Linked DNA regions of Bombyx mori: region 2 is linked to region 1. The links are chromatin contacts, called in public Hi-C maps. All regions are on one chromosome and are shown on one strand. The core of a region is the stretch at or near the end of the contact, and the rest is flanking DNA. Distances in the headings are between cores, read along the strand shown.

Region 1 (7,416 bases), core at 2,469-4,968:
CGTTTCCAGAGGTCTTTTTTGCCACGTACCATCCGGCTATGGAATGAGCTCCCCTCCACGGTGTTTCCCGAGCGCTATGACATGTCCTTCTTCAAACGAGGCTTGTGGAGAGTATTAAACGGTAGGCAGCGGCTTGGCTCTGCCCCTGGTATTGCTGAAGTCCATGGGCGACGGTAACCACTCACCATCAGGTGGGCCGTATGCTCGTCTGCCTACAAGGGCAATAAAAAAAAAAAAAAAAAATAGAGCTGCTTATTTCTGATCCGCGAAGCAAAGCAGTAACGTTAACGGTTTGAAGGGTGGCCCAGTCTATATACTATTAGATTGATAATTAGACCTCATATGTCAAAGTGAGTGGTGGCATTCAGATTTTTCTTCGGGCTCTGATGGCCACTTAACACCAAATGAGCCGTGAAGTCATTTCCGTGAATATAAATAATATATAAAAACAAACAGACACGGCTTAATAACAAGTCGAACTAACAATGGTTTTTTTTTATATCGACGAACGAAGTTCCTTATTATAAAAATATAAATTTTAAGTTCTATTCGAGGTATAAAGAAAAAAAACTGGAGGTTTCGCAACAACCCACGGTCATTCGGCAACGTGCGAACTTATTGTGGTACACTTCATTCACGATTGTTTGCATAATAGTTAGTAGTGTATTGCGCAAACGAACGCTCTGAGATCGTGGTCAATTAATGATGAATAAATGTTATTTTTTGTACGTTATTACAAAGTTAAGTCGTACACTGTGTGCATTACTAATAAAATCTTACGTTACGGACGCTTTTTCCCGATTAGTCCGCAACGTCCCATAAGGATCTTCGTTCCAAAAAATTTACACTTAAGGAAAAGACTTCATCATATTACGATGAGCAAACGAACGTCTGACGAGAATCTTAAAAAAAATCGCATCGAATCCCCCGAGTCCGAGCTTTCACTAATATTTTGTTATTCATAATTTTTATGCGCAAGGAAACGATTTAGTTTTGAAAATTCACCAACAACAAGTCGTAATGATTTACGTCTGCGGCACGTGAGCGTAGTAAATTAAAATAACACGTAGAGACTCGTTCACTGTAATACTGTTATCGTTAATACTGGGAATATTTCTTCGCTGATTTACGCTAGAAGACGAAATTTCAATAGCTTCACGGAACCGGCTGGCTTATTATTGAAGGCGCTTTTTTGAACAGCTCGTTTGCAGAAGACAATGAATAAACCCAGCCTTTCCAAGTGGAACCAAATTTGCTTTGGCGTTGAACAGTGTGAAGATGATGTGTTCATATATACAAGATACTCCTTTATTAAAATGAGTATCTTGTGGAATTTTTGAAGCATAAAGCATAATTGCTTTCAATAAATGCCCTTAGAATTTTAATTTTTTACATCAGTCAAATATGCCACAAAATTTCAATATGGACGCCGCATTATTTCATAGCAGCATACACAGTTTTTTCATCGTATACATCTGCCAATTTCCATGATATATGTATATCTCTAACACAATACAGATTACACCAAAAATCGCTTATTCAGGTCAATATATTTTACGTCCGATATAATTCGTGTAAAAAAGAATGCACTTGGAGCAAAATTTCACACAAAAATTCGATTTGAACTTGGGCCTAACAGCCTGGCCACGGGACATTCGCCGATGCGAATATTCGCGCGGTGCGAACGGCGAAGCGTCTAGCGACTAAAACAAGCGCATAGAAATGTACCTAACAAGCCACGCGCACCGGCGACCGGCGAAGCGACCGGCGAAATGTACCGAGCGAATCGCGCGATGCGGCGGGCGAGCAAAACAAATGCATGAATACGGACGGCGCGAGCCACGGAGTCGAGCGGTAGTCGCGGCGAATAGTGCAGTGATTAAATGAGTTTAGTTGTTTTCGCCGCGAAAAATTAACGCCGAAATTTTTATATTTTTTATTTATTTTTTATTTTTTATTTTTAAAGTCGTCGTGGCCTAACGGACGTCCGGTGCAATCGTGTTGAGCGATGCACCGGTGTTCGAATATCAGGCGGGTACCAATTTTTGTAATGAAATACGTACTCAACAACACTCAACGTTCACGATTGATTTCCACGGTGAAGGAATAACATCGTGTGATAAAAATGAAATCTTCAAAATAATAATTTGCGTAATTACTGGTGGTAGGACCTCTTGTGAGTCTACACGGGTGGGTACTACCACCCTGCCTATTTCTGCCGTGAAGTAGTAATGCGTTTCGGTTTGAAGGGTGAGGCAGCCATTATAACTATACTTGAGACCTTAGAACTTATATCTCAAGGTGGGTGGCGCATTTACGTTGTGGATGTCTATGGGCTCCAGTAACCACTTAACACAAGGTGGGCTGTGAGCTCGTCCACCCATCTAAGCAATAAAAAAATAAAATAGCTGAAATACTAGCTAGACCAGCTATTTGGAAGTCTAGCCACCCAAAGTATTTCTCGTACTTCTTGTGGAATTCTCCATCTATAGGTATACTCCGATTCTTATTCAAATCATGTACTTCACAATCTTTTCTAAATAATAGGTCCTGAACCAAAAAACTATTAATTTGTAAGCAATATCGAGATAATTTCGATATAGACATTTCGCTGTCGGACTTCCTTACTAGTCGCGGCGGCGAACGTGAGTACCCGTGGCCTGCAAACGGTGCTGCGCGAATGGTCGCCTCGCCCACCGCTTCGCTGTTCGCACCGCCGATCCCCGTGGCCAGGCCGTAATGTATTATGTAACCAGCGCTATCGACGGTTATCTTTGAGGCATGTTGTTGTCCATTGCCCAACGAAAAGAAACTTCAAATGTTAACCCATGTTCTTATTTAGTGACTTCGAATATGAAGGAGTAGGTATATGGCATCCAAAAAGTAATGACTTAACCAAGAAGAACACTCAAATGACTGACCGCTTCTGATCTTTTCAAATCACGTTTGACAAGGACCCAAGAATGACATTGTCCCGTATTTTTTTTCCGTACGTGCCCTAAAAAGCGCCTAAAGGATTCAGTTCAGATGGCACTGTTTTCTTAGTTATTATACCAAAGTACTACAATCACGAATCGGCTTGCTAAAGGTATATTCGCCCTCTATTACTATGTAGTAGGAGGGCTTATTGTGAACCCGCGCGGGTATGTACCTCCTCTCTGATTATTTCTGCCGCAAACCAGTCGGGTATTCCGATTTGAATGGTGGGAGAGCTGCTTTACAAAACAATTATGGTTTTTTTATTGCTTAGATCGGTGGACGAACTCACAGTCCACCTAGTGTTAAGTGGTTACTGGAGCCCATAGACATTTACAACGTAAATGCGCCACCCACCTTGAGATATAAGTTCTAAGGTCTCAGTATAGTTACAACGGCTGCCCCACCCTTCAAACCAAAACGCATTACTGCTTCGCGGCAGAAATAGGCAGTGTGGTGGTACCCAACCGTGCGAACTCACAAAAGGTCCTACCATCAGTAAAATGCAATTTGAAATTTACGAATACAATGCAGTGGTTTATGTCTAAGGGCTCTGGGAATCAATTAACACCAGTTAGGTCAACAACTTATTGAAACATTTAAGCAAATTAAAAAATAATAAAAATCAACACCCTGTATAAAAACCTACACCACTAAACGAAACATACTCGATATGCATACGCATATGTAGGTTGCCAAAATAAACTTGGTACGGCGACGGTGCTACGATCGATAAACCTAGCCGCTACGCAACGCTACGACGCTACAACGGCCGGAAATTACGGGAAAGCCCCACTGCATGGGGTTCGGGTTGTGGGGCTTGTTAATTGGACTAAAATGTAAGTGTGAACTAATTTATTATATCGCATTAGTAATTTGAAGAGGTGTATTTGTATTTCGAGCCGCGCCTGCTTGTATTTTTATGTTGGAAGTAGACTGATTGATTGCATTAGGAGATGTGTTTAATAAATAAAACAACTAACAAAATATGCTTTTATAGGAAATCCAACTAAAAAATAGAAAATAAATTTTAATAAATTTGAATTGAAAATAGTGTAAGAAAAAATGATTTTATTGTAAAAAAAGCTTGGGGTGCTTTTCAGGATATTATCAAAACAACCCTTCTACTCATATCTGTTCATAAAATATTTATAACTACTGATACCATGCACCTCATTTTTTTTTAACTATAATATATTTTTCATTTTTTAGTTTCAACTTTTTCAATTTTTTTTAATATTGAATTGACATCGGTCCTTAGTAATTATTAATAATTATTAGATATTAAGTGTACCAAATTTCGAGTTAATCCGACGTTTTGAAGGGGGTCAAACACGTTCAAAGATTCCGTTACATGCTAACATACATACGTCTGAAGCTAATAAAAGCGTATTAAAAAAGGTTTCATTATTTTGAAATGATTAAAATATACCCATGATTAAAGTCTGAGAAACTGAAGTCGTCGCGGATTACAGGGTATGAAGCCTGGAAATTTGTAACCAACGATGCGAATATGCCGGCCGACTATTCAAATACCGCAGACGGATAACATTTTTTTAAATTAAATACTTAATATACCTTCACGAATTACTTCCACGATGAAGTACCAAAACAGCGTGTAATAAAATTCAAACTCGCAAAAAAAAATTTTTTCCTAATTATTGATGAATTGGCGTGTCTGTTGAGTAGGTACTCGTGTAGGTATTACCATCCTGCCTCTTCCTGCCACGAAGCAGTAATGCATTCCGATTTGAAAGGTAGAAAAGACGTATTGTAGAACTGAAACTTAGAATTCATGCTTCAAGGTGGATTAAGCCATTTTCGTTATTGATGTTTATCCATTTCGGTTACAACTTAACAACAGATGGGCCGTGCGCGTTCCCGCGTCTAATTAAAAAAAAAAGATTAAACCTTAAAAGGATTTTAATAATGTCCAAAATTGACACTCCACAGAGTGGAGATTAATTAGTACCTACAAATAAAAAAATAGATGTGGATTGACTTTTAAGATAACAATTATATAGATTTTCCAATAAAATTTATCCGAGTAAAAAATCTCGATTAAAAAATCCGATGAAGCGCCATCAATTTGCGCGAAACTTTTAATTGAAAGCCCCCGGCGACCCCGAAAGCTTAATCAATTGATTACAGAACCAACGATGTAAAGTTTTGATACTGACAAATTCGTTATACTGTTCGGATAATAATAAACAAAGTTATGAAATTATCCAGAAAGTTTGTGTTGTTTATCTTTCGTTCCTGAAGGATTCGTGAAAAAAATAATCGTGTTATTTGATATAATTGATTTGGTTCATTTCAATACTTTACGATGACACAGAAATATTTCATAAATACCAACACACAGCTCAACTCGCCTTACGAAATTGTGAAGTGAAAACCCAAACTCAACTTGAGATGATGTTAGTAAGTAACCGCTACAATAACATCATGAAATGAAGCCGTCGTGGCCTAACGGATAAGACGTCCGGTGTATTCGTGTTGAGCCGATGCACCGGTGTTCGAATCCCGCAGGCAGGTGAAGGAATAGCATCGTGTAATAAAAATGAAACCCGCAAAATTATAATTTGCGTAATTACTGGTGGTAGGACCTCTTGTGAGTCCGCGCGGGTAGGTACCACCACCCTGCCTAATTTGCCGTGAAGCAGTAATGCGTTTCGGTTTGAAGGGTGAGGCAGCCGTTGTAACCATACTTGAGACCTTAAAAGGTTCCTTTTTTTATTGCTAAGATTGATGGATAAGCTCACGGTTCACCCAGAGCCCATAGACATCAACCAAGTCAATTCCACCGACGCGCATCTCAAGAAAGGAGTTTTAAGCTCTATAGCGGCTGCCCCACACTTCAAACCAGAACGCATCACTGCTTGACGGCAGAAATAAGCAAGGAGGTGGTAAAATTAGCTCTTCTTCCAAACTTGAACGTACGCATGCAAAACTAATCGGGTTGCACAAATCGACCCGAGCTCACAATATGCGATAACGGCACAATATTTTATTAACACAGAAAACATATCGACGCTTGAAAGGCAAACGTGACTAAGCGACAATAACTGCTTTGTACATAAATGATAGGCAATAACCATATTCGATGCGCAAAAAATATATATTTCTAGGTCTATTAAAATCATTTCAATCCTACAGCTAGATTCGTTAAAATAGATTTTTTTTCAGGTATTTCAACTTTAAATTAGTCTAATGCATTGTCACTTAGTCACGTTTGCCTTTCAAGCGTCGATATGCATAGTCCAAACAACACAACTAGATCAACCTTTATCTAGATTAGTACACAGACGCACAGATAAACTGGAATACGTTCACGAGCATCGTAACGGAAGCTTATATTAGTGGAACACTCACAATAAAGTCTGGAGCCGGGCTAGTCTTAAGAGAATGTAGTTCATAAAACATCCGACTATTACTTTTCGTAGGCGAAAGATCCTGACAACTATCCTTGTTGTAGTAATTTACTATTTTGTGTATCGGTAAACTGTAGGGAGCACTTTATGCGCTTCGTTTATTATTTACATGATAAATTGACTTGAGGAGACTTTGTGAAAGTTTTTATATCGCGAAATTTGTTTTAGTATGATTGAAAAAAAGTTTAATCGTGTATGAGGGGACTTAAAAGACCTGCTTATAACGTTTGGCGATGACTATCGTTTCTAATGAAGGTTAGGTGACGCAAATTGTGTTAGTCCGATGCCAATCGTGATCGTCTTAGGTAAGGTATAGCAGTTACTATTAAAATCCGAGATTTTTTTTTTCCAATGAAAACCAAAGCCTCCTGGTTCCCTCCTGAAATAAAATGGCCAGCCATTATTACTGCGTAACGAATGTTCTTTTTACGATCCCTCTGCCATCTGAATACCTAAAGACTGACCATCCATCACGCTTGACGAATCACAAGAGGCGTTCCGTCAAGATATAATACGTTGCTCCGTGTCGCGGGGTCAAGCAAAACTGACATGATTTATTATGGCCACCGAAGCTTTGTTATTTTATTTTTATGGCAACAATTTATAGATTATTTTTTGATGAAACATTTTGACTGTATTCTATATGTGACGTTTAGCATATTAAAAAACTTCATCTACATTTATAATAAATAAAGTGGTTCATGATTTTTTTTATTGCTGAAGAAGGGTGGACCATCTCACGGACGGCTTGGTGTTAAGTGGAAACAAGTGTCCATAGATAAATCCCTCGAACAAAAACATATAAAATTGACAGCTTAATTATATTCTATAATATATACCGCTCTTCGAACTGGTACATATGACTATTTCTCGCCAGAAATGAGCAGAATGCTGAAGTGTCTACCCGTAGAGCTATCAAGAAGATCTTTTATCCTATTTTTGATTTTAGTTCAATTAATTTAGCACTAATTTTGAAATAAACTGAGATCTTTATAGGATCTATGCT
Region 2 (7,416 bases), core at 3,479-5,978, 91 kb before region 1:
GTCCTGGTAGCTTTTGGTAATTAATAATAAATACCACATACACATAAACATTGAGATGTTAGCACGAATCTCACTATTCGCCTCACCACCGCTCTATTAAATAACTGCAACTTCACTTTCGTACTCCTAGTATTTGAAGTTACATTAAGAAGTTACAGAAGAAGAAGAAGTTACATTAAATGAACTCTTAACTCCAAAACAGTAATCAGCCTAATTAAAAAAAAAAGCCGCCCAAAACACATTTATAGTTACCGTATTCCTACCGTATCCAATTAAACCCCAAATTAGACAATTAAACATATTATTATCCACAGCAAACACGGACAATCTAAGGAAATTTACCACAAGTCAATCCCGCGACCCTAATAGTCTGTCGGGACAACGTTCCGACAAATTCACGTAAAGATAAATAAGAGGATGTAAAAAGCCAGCATGCCAGCTCCAGGAACAATCCGAGCCGGTGATGTTCAATTGGTTTTGTGTCCCGAAACTGGCAAAGAAATATAGTTCTGTCTGCACGAGATCGTTTCGTGTATTAAGATATATTGCTGGAGATTATTTATGGTTCTACGCCACATGAACGAATGTACGTTGGATTTTGTGTTCTTACATTGTTGAGCGTTTATTTATTTATAATAGAAAAACTATTTTGTGTAGCGAATTCGATTTCTCGTCCCGACAATTCGGCGACACCAAAAAAAGAACTATTTGAATGAGGATACAATGATTCTCCCTTTATCGCATCTGGGTTCTGACCTCGGGAGGGCAGGTGAGTCGTTTAGTGGGTAAGGTCCTAAAAACATCCTTGGGCCCGAATTTCGCAATCGTGGCTCAGTCCCACATAGCCAGCGTGCCCCCAGGCGCGAGGACCTCGTAGGAGGCTCGATCCCGGCCAGAAAAAAAAGAAGGATATAACGATTCATCTGCTCTTGATATTCGATTCACAATCGCCAGTCTGTCTGTAATCATTACGCTTGAAGCCGCGCCGACATACATCTATCTAGAGATTATATCAAATCAATCGCCGTAAGAACCAGTCGAATATACCTAAATATTGCTAAGAGAAGAAACCGCAATTGTTTCTGCCCTAAATATTCCACCTTTAACAACTACAAGTTAGCATTACATATTGTGTTATGGATACTGAAAAAACACAAAAAGAATAAAGACATCCGGAAGTACCAAATACATCATGTTTGACAAAGATATGGAGTCGATCCACCATAAATACTTCGAATCCCTAATCCGGACCCGTGGTACTGTAGTCAGGGTCGCTAACTAATAAATAATAAAATAATAAATAAATAATAATAATTGAGAACAAATAACGCACGGTCGTCCGGTCCCAATTTAGGACTCGCTGTGTTATAGGTACCAGAAACTGACAAGCATACATAAATGTTTTTAAATACATACATATATATGTCGGAGCATTAGTGGAAATAACTGTGATATATTAGATTAGAAACGTCATGTTAATTACCTGGGTGGAATCGGAGATGGCGCTGCGATCATAATTGTTTATGGGTAGACTTGTTATTGACTCGTTCAATAGACAATGACTTATAGCAAGTGTCAGTGAATCTGTGGATGACGTGTGACATTTGAAGAGTTAGTCTATGACGGTAAGATGACTAGAGAGTGATTTGAGTGAGAAGGCATTCTCTTTAGAGGCACCATTGCGATCGCACGCATCTCTGAAATCACCGCGTTTCTAGTCTGCTATTATTTAATTTTGTTCTTATGATGAAATGACTGACCACGAGGACGCAGATGATGATCGGGAAAAGGATAACCCGACATATAGATAATGAACAAACATGTTTGTTTTTCCGATGTCAACGCAACAGTCTGGAGCGCTAACTACGGCACCACCGAATTAGTTATATACCAATACACCTATCAAGCGGATCAAAACGAAGAATTAAATTTAACTTTTATTTGTCAATGGATCTATTGAAACGAATAGGCCTATCTAGGATGACTTAACTCAAAAGCATGACGTCTCTGGACTTCAGTAACGAGTTAACACCGGTTAACCGGTTAACGCAACAACACAATAAAAGCCAGACCTATCGTATCGACTCGTATATATTAATATGTGAAGCAAGAACTTTGTACCCCTTTTTACGAAAATTGCGCGGACGGAGGATTACGATATTTCCCACACTTATAGAGAATATAGAGTGCAAAATGCTATTTTTTTAACTATGCATAAAGAATACACTAAACCAATAAAAAAATATATTACACACATTTCCATGTATTTGACACAACACATACATATAAACATACTCTTTGTTTATTGTCAATTGTCAAACTTCTGTTATTATTTAAAGTTTGTGGTCAAATTGAGAATAGATCAATATTGTTTGTCTTTAATATTATTTATCCATAGTGTAGTTTTGGCGAAATCTGTGATTATATTATAGAAGTATAATAGTGCTTGACAATAGAACGATAATAATGTTTAAACATAAAATTTCAATGAATTATAGTCGAATTTCAACTACTGCGGGACCACTAGTCCAAATAAAAAGACTGGCAACAACTTCCACAACTTCGTACGTTAGGGAGATTAGCATTCACAAACACACAATAAAATAAGAGAAACTGTGTAAGGTTTCATTATGCGTAAAATTTTCATGGCTTACTAAGTAAAGCAATTTCAAATGTGGTAAGCCAAACTGTTACAAATTTTGTGATTGGAACTTTTGCGTAAAAAAAGATACTGCAGCGATTTATGTTATTTGTAATAACAAATTATTATATACATGTAAACACTGTTAGATGTTTTTACGAACGAGTTTTTATAAAATCACTAGCTGACTCGGCAGATTTCGTAGTGCCTCAATTGATAAATAAAATACCTAAACTTTTGTATAAAATAAACTTAAAACAAACAAAAGGAATCCGTCCGACGGGACGATCAAAGGAAAAACAAAATTGTTATTTTTATTAAATTCCAAGCATTTTGATATTTATTTGCCCTTTAAACCTGCTCCGGACTTCCTCAAATAATTCAAGACCAAAATTAGCCAAATCGGTCCAGCCGTTCTCGAGTTTTAGCGAGACTAACGAACAGCAATTCATTTATATATACCTAGTCAGGTCATAAATTCTGTCACACGCTTAATGTAAAATAATTGAAACAAGTTTATTCATTATGTAACCATTCATATACCAAAATGAACTTAACAAAACATAGATTCTTATGACACTAAAGTTTATTCAAAATGACCTCCGTGATTTTGAATACAGGGCTTCAATCTGCGCGGCCAGTCGTCTATCGCAGCACGAACGAGGTCCATGTCAATATCGGCGGCTGCCTTAATCAAGGATGTCTTGAGTGACTCCAAATTGGAATGAGGCTTTGAGCACGCCTTTTCCTCCAAGTGTTGCCATATCTTGTAATCTAACGCATTAAAATCTGGACTGGAGGAGGGCCAGTCTTCGTGCCGGATGAAGTCGATTTCACGCGCCGCCAGCCAGTCTTGTGTGCTCTTCGCTCTATGAGCTGGCGCCGAATCTTGTTGGAATACCCAGTGCCTGTTATTGAACATGGTATGAGAAACAGGTTCCACAAGGTTCGTCAGGACTGTATTTTGATACACAACTGCATTCGTTTTTACACCTTTCTCACAAAAATGTACCTCTGTTAAGCCCCAATAAGAAACTCCCAACCATACCCTAAGCGAGGATGGAAAATGACCTCGTTGGACACGCGGAATACGGTCGCTCGCTTCTTCACTACTGTGTGCGTACACCTTATCATTTTGTTTGTTGTAGCTCTCTTCTACGGTAAAAATTTTTTCATCCGAAAAAAGAATTTCCCGATATTTTTTTCCCGCGTACCACTTCAACAAAGCGCGGCATCTCTTCAGTCTCAGGTCCATTAGACGAGCATTCAAACAATTTCCTGTTTTTCTTCGATATGCCCGAAGCCCTAAGTCGTCATTTAACACCCTTTTCACCGTGGTTCTGCTTAACCCCATCTGAAGGGCCAACAGATTCTGCTTACGTTTGGGATTTCTTTGAATTCGCGCCTTCACAGCTTTTATCACTGCTGGAGTCCTAACAGACCGAGGGCGACCACTTCTTGACCTGTCATCTACACTAGTCTTCATTGTATCGTTTGATGGTACGATAAACGAATCTTTTGGTTATATTCAAATTTTTCAGTATGTTAAAAATTTGAATTGGCGCGTAACCGCAACGATGCAACGCAATAACTGCAACACGGTCTTTTTTAAGCGTCCACTCCATATTTAAAAATGAATTCTAAAAGTATACATTTTTATTTTCATGAACAATTCAAAATTCGAATTCAATAAACTTTTTTGTGGCCAGCATTCTAAAAGAAAAGTTTTTACTGTGTGACAATACTTATGACCTGACGACTAGTTATATAGATTAATAGATAGATATATTACAGTTTCAAATTAGTATAAATTGATAAGAAACGGGTTAAACCCGAATTTAAACAATACCTTTATTAAGCCATGTCAATAAATAACATTGTCGACTAATAAATTACAGAAACAGAATTTAAATAGCAATACCAAAATTCGATACAACGATACTGGTCGTTAAAACGTTAAATATCACGCTTACACGAAAAATAACAATGATTAATTTTAATGAATCAACTGGCAAAACATCGCTTAACCTACAGAGTTTAAATGGTAAATGAATGTAACACTCATAAGTCGATAATGAAGGTTGAAATCCTTGACCCGACCACAGAATGACTTTTAAGTACCAAACGTCCATATTAATATACCACCGACCCATCCTGGCTTCGCATGGGTGAATCAGGATATCATACATTACAGTCACAATATTATTATTTTGTATTTTTTTTTTTTTTGTAATAAAAGTAATAATATTGTCCAGTCGATCAGTATTAAACAGCCATACAGCATAATTAGAGGGTAGAATCTATTTATGTAACGGTGTGCAATCATGCAACGACTAATATTTGAGATGTCACTTTATACTTGTAATTGGAGATGAAAGGTGTGAGAACTCTTTTTGCGTATAGTTGGTTAGAAATTATCGACTCCAAATAAAATAAAAAAACTGAATATTTGTCTTTACTGATACGTCAGTGTGATATCCCATAGACAGCACTTTATGAATAGCTTACATGAAGACAAAAGTCAAGTTATGCAGACTACCAGCCAAGACTAGCTTGGTACCCTGAAATCTTACTTTTACTGGTGGTAGGACCTCCTGTGACTCCGCACGGGTAGGTATCACTACCTTGCCTATTTCTGCCGTGAAGCAGCAATGCGTTTCGGTTTGAAGGGTACCCGTTGTAACTATACTGAGATCTTAGAACTCGTATCTCAAAGTGAGTGGCGGCGTTTACGTTGTAGATGTCTATGGGCTCCAGTAACTACTTAAAACCAGGCGAGCTGTGAGCTCGTTCACACGTCTATGCAATAAAAAAAGAACTTGCTTTAACTGAAAAAACATCTAGAAATCGACAGACCACACGCAACCATCTCGTGAGACCCACAATGTTTGCCTTCATAAAACTCTAATGAAAATTGACCACAAACGTATTTTTACTGTTCACAAGTATTGTAGTAGAGCGGTTGACGAAGAGGGTAGAATCTTGGCACGAATTCTTAAATGAGATTACTATTATTAGTTTTTGAATTTTTTAAACGTATTGTAGATAGCATTTCGTTGTGATCCTTGAGAAATAACATTTTGCATACCTTTGATCTTGGTAATTTCTACTTCTACTACTATTATCACTAATTCAGCATGTACTGTGATGTACATGGAAAGGAGTTGCTGAAGAGGGCATAAGCTATGTTTTACCAATCAAAAAGACAACAGGGCAATACTCTGATGATCATGGCTTTTGCATTTTATGATTTGAAACCTTATCTTTGTATTTGGTGATAACAGTGTACAAGGTTAGGCTAATTTGTTTAGTAGGTTTTTTTTTTAACTTTTTGAGTTAGCGGAGAACTGTTTTGGTTCAGTGGAAATTTTGTGAAATCAGACATTAAGCTGTTTTTACAGATCATAGTAATTATTCTGCACAGACAATTATTCTCCCCCAATTCTGTCTGTGTAACACTGTTTCGACATTGCTTTACAAGCCTAGTGGTAATCAAAGATTTATCTTTCTAGCCTCTACAGATATTTTTATTCTAGAGTGTATCATGAAGTGTAAATTAATAAAAAATATGAAACATAAAAATGTAAAAATGATGATAGTATGATGCATGAGATATAAATTAAACACTGTACAGACAAACTGGATCCAAATTATCTATTTAATTCAAAAGACCTTCTCAATAATGTAACATTGATTGACTCGCGATGGTCCAGCAATTGGCAGGATATTAATCTTGATGTATTTTATTGGTCATCAATAACAGTTTGTTCACCATCTGTACCCAATATCTTTGCATTGGTAGGAAACATTAATATTACCTTAGTACGAAAGACCAATATGGAGTGGCAAATCGTTATGGCAGAGTATAGAAAAAACAGTAGAGTATTCTCAAAACGTAGCAGTGTATTTGGTACTTTCTGAGATTTTCACTAATCGCGGATACGACTGGACCTATTTATACTGTTAAATGTTCAATCGAATCAACAGCTGCCTTACATCCTATCATCATTAAAATCTACCATTGAAGTATTGAGTTTTCAAAGAATTCAAAAATCGTTGTATCGGCATTGAAACCTCTCGTTTATTATTTTCTTATTCTTGTTTCGGGCCTTCTAATAGCTTATAGTTTACGTAGTCGCCGACGACTAAGATTTTTAGTATTTATCGACATTGTTACATACATGAATATTGTTAACTACCGTCTTATTTATATATATAAAAATATGTCCCCGGCCACCTCTATCTATGTCGACAACTTTCTTTTTGTTAATTAGTCAGCAACAAAAGGAGTATTTTCTATAAAACCAGTCTCCCTCAATATGTCTCGAGCAAAGTTTATCAAAAATATCCATTGAAAACGTTAATCTTGAACTACCGTCCGATCGTTACTGCGAATAAGGATTAGGTAATCGATGTGGCTTCCTTCATATTGAAACCGTTTCGGTCGGTTCCATTGAAATGAGCGCCGGTTTGTTTGCAATGAGAGCCTGGTGATAGATCACCGGTCCGTCGTTACGTGAGCGAAATACATGATCATTTATTTGGTATTTGTATGGATAAGGAGTGATGTAATGACTTGCAGTACGTGATTAAAACAAACTTTTAAGATTTGACATTTTGTTCGTTGTATTCTTGAATCATATGTGACGTTTATTTTATACGAAACTGTAAATCGAAAAACTGACAGCACAGTGGGTAAATACCCTATCGCTAGTAAGGGGTGATAGGTTATCAATTGGGAAATTGCGCAGAAAAATAAATCTAAGAAATGGTAG

Evidence for each region. A called contact is a pair of places that touch in the nucleus more often than the background predicts.
Region 2: a Hi-C map of posterior silk gland shows a contact between it and region 1, with 1.6 times the contacts expected there. The contact joins two enhancer-like sites.

The regions. Positions count from the first base shown.
Region 1 is chr4:2,673,558-2,680,973 of ASM3026992v2, reverse strand. The region is part of intron 2 of LOC101737404 (pseudouridylate synthase RPUSD2); the gene reads left to right. Among protein-coding and RNA genes, the nearest start is that of Mir3429, 42 kb to the right of the region's middle. Within about 2 kb of position 3,718, at least 4 of the 8 cell types and tissues checked have open chromatin away from gene starts, as enhancers often do.
Region 2 is chr4:2,765,908-2,773,323 of ASM3026992v2, reverse strand. All of the region lies in intron 2 of LOC101737404 (pseudouridylate synthase RPUSD2), which reads left to right. Among protein-coding and RNA genes, the nearest start is that of Mir3429, 130 kb to the right of the region's middle. Within about 2 kb of position 4,728, at least 1 of the 8 cell types and tissues checked has open chromatin away from gene starts, as enhancers often do.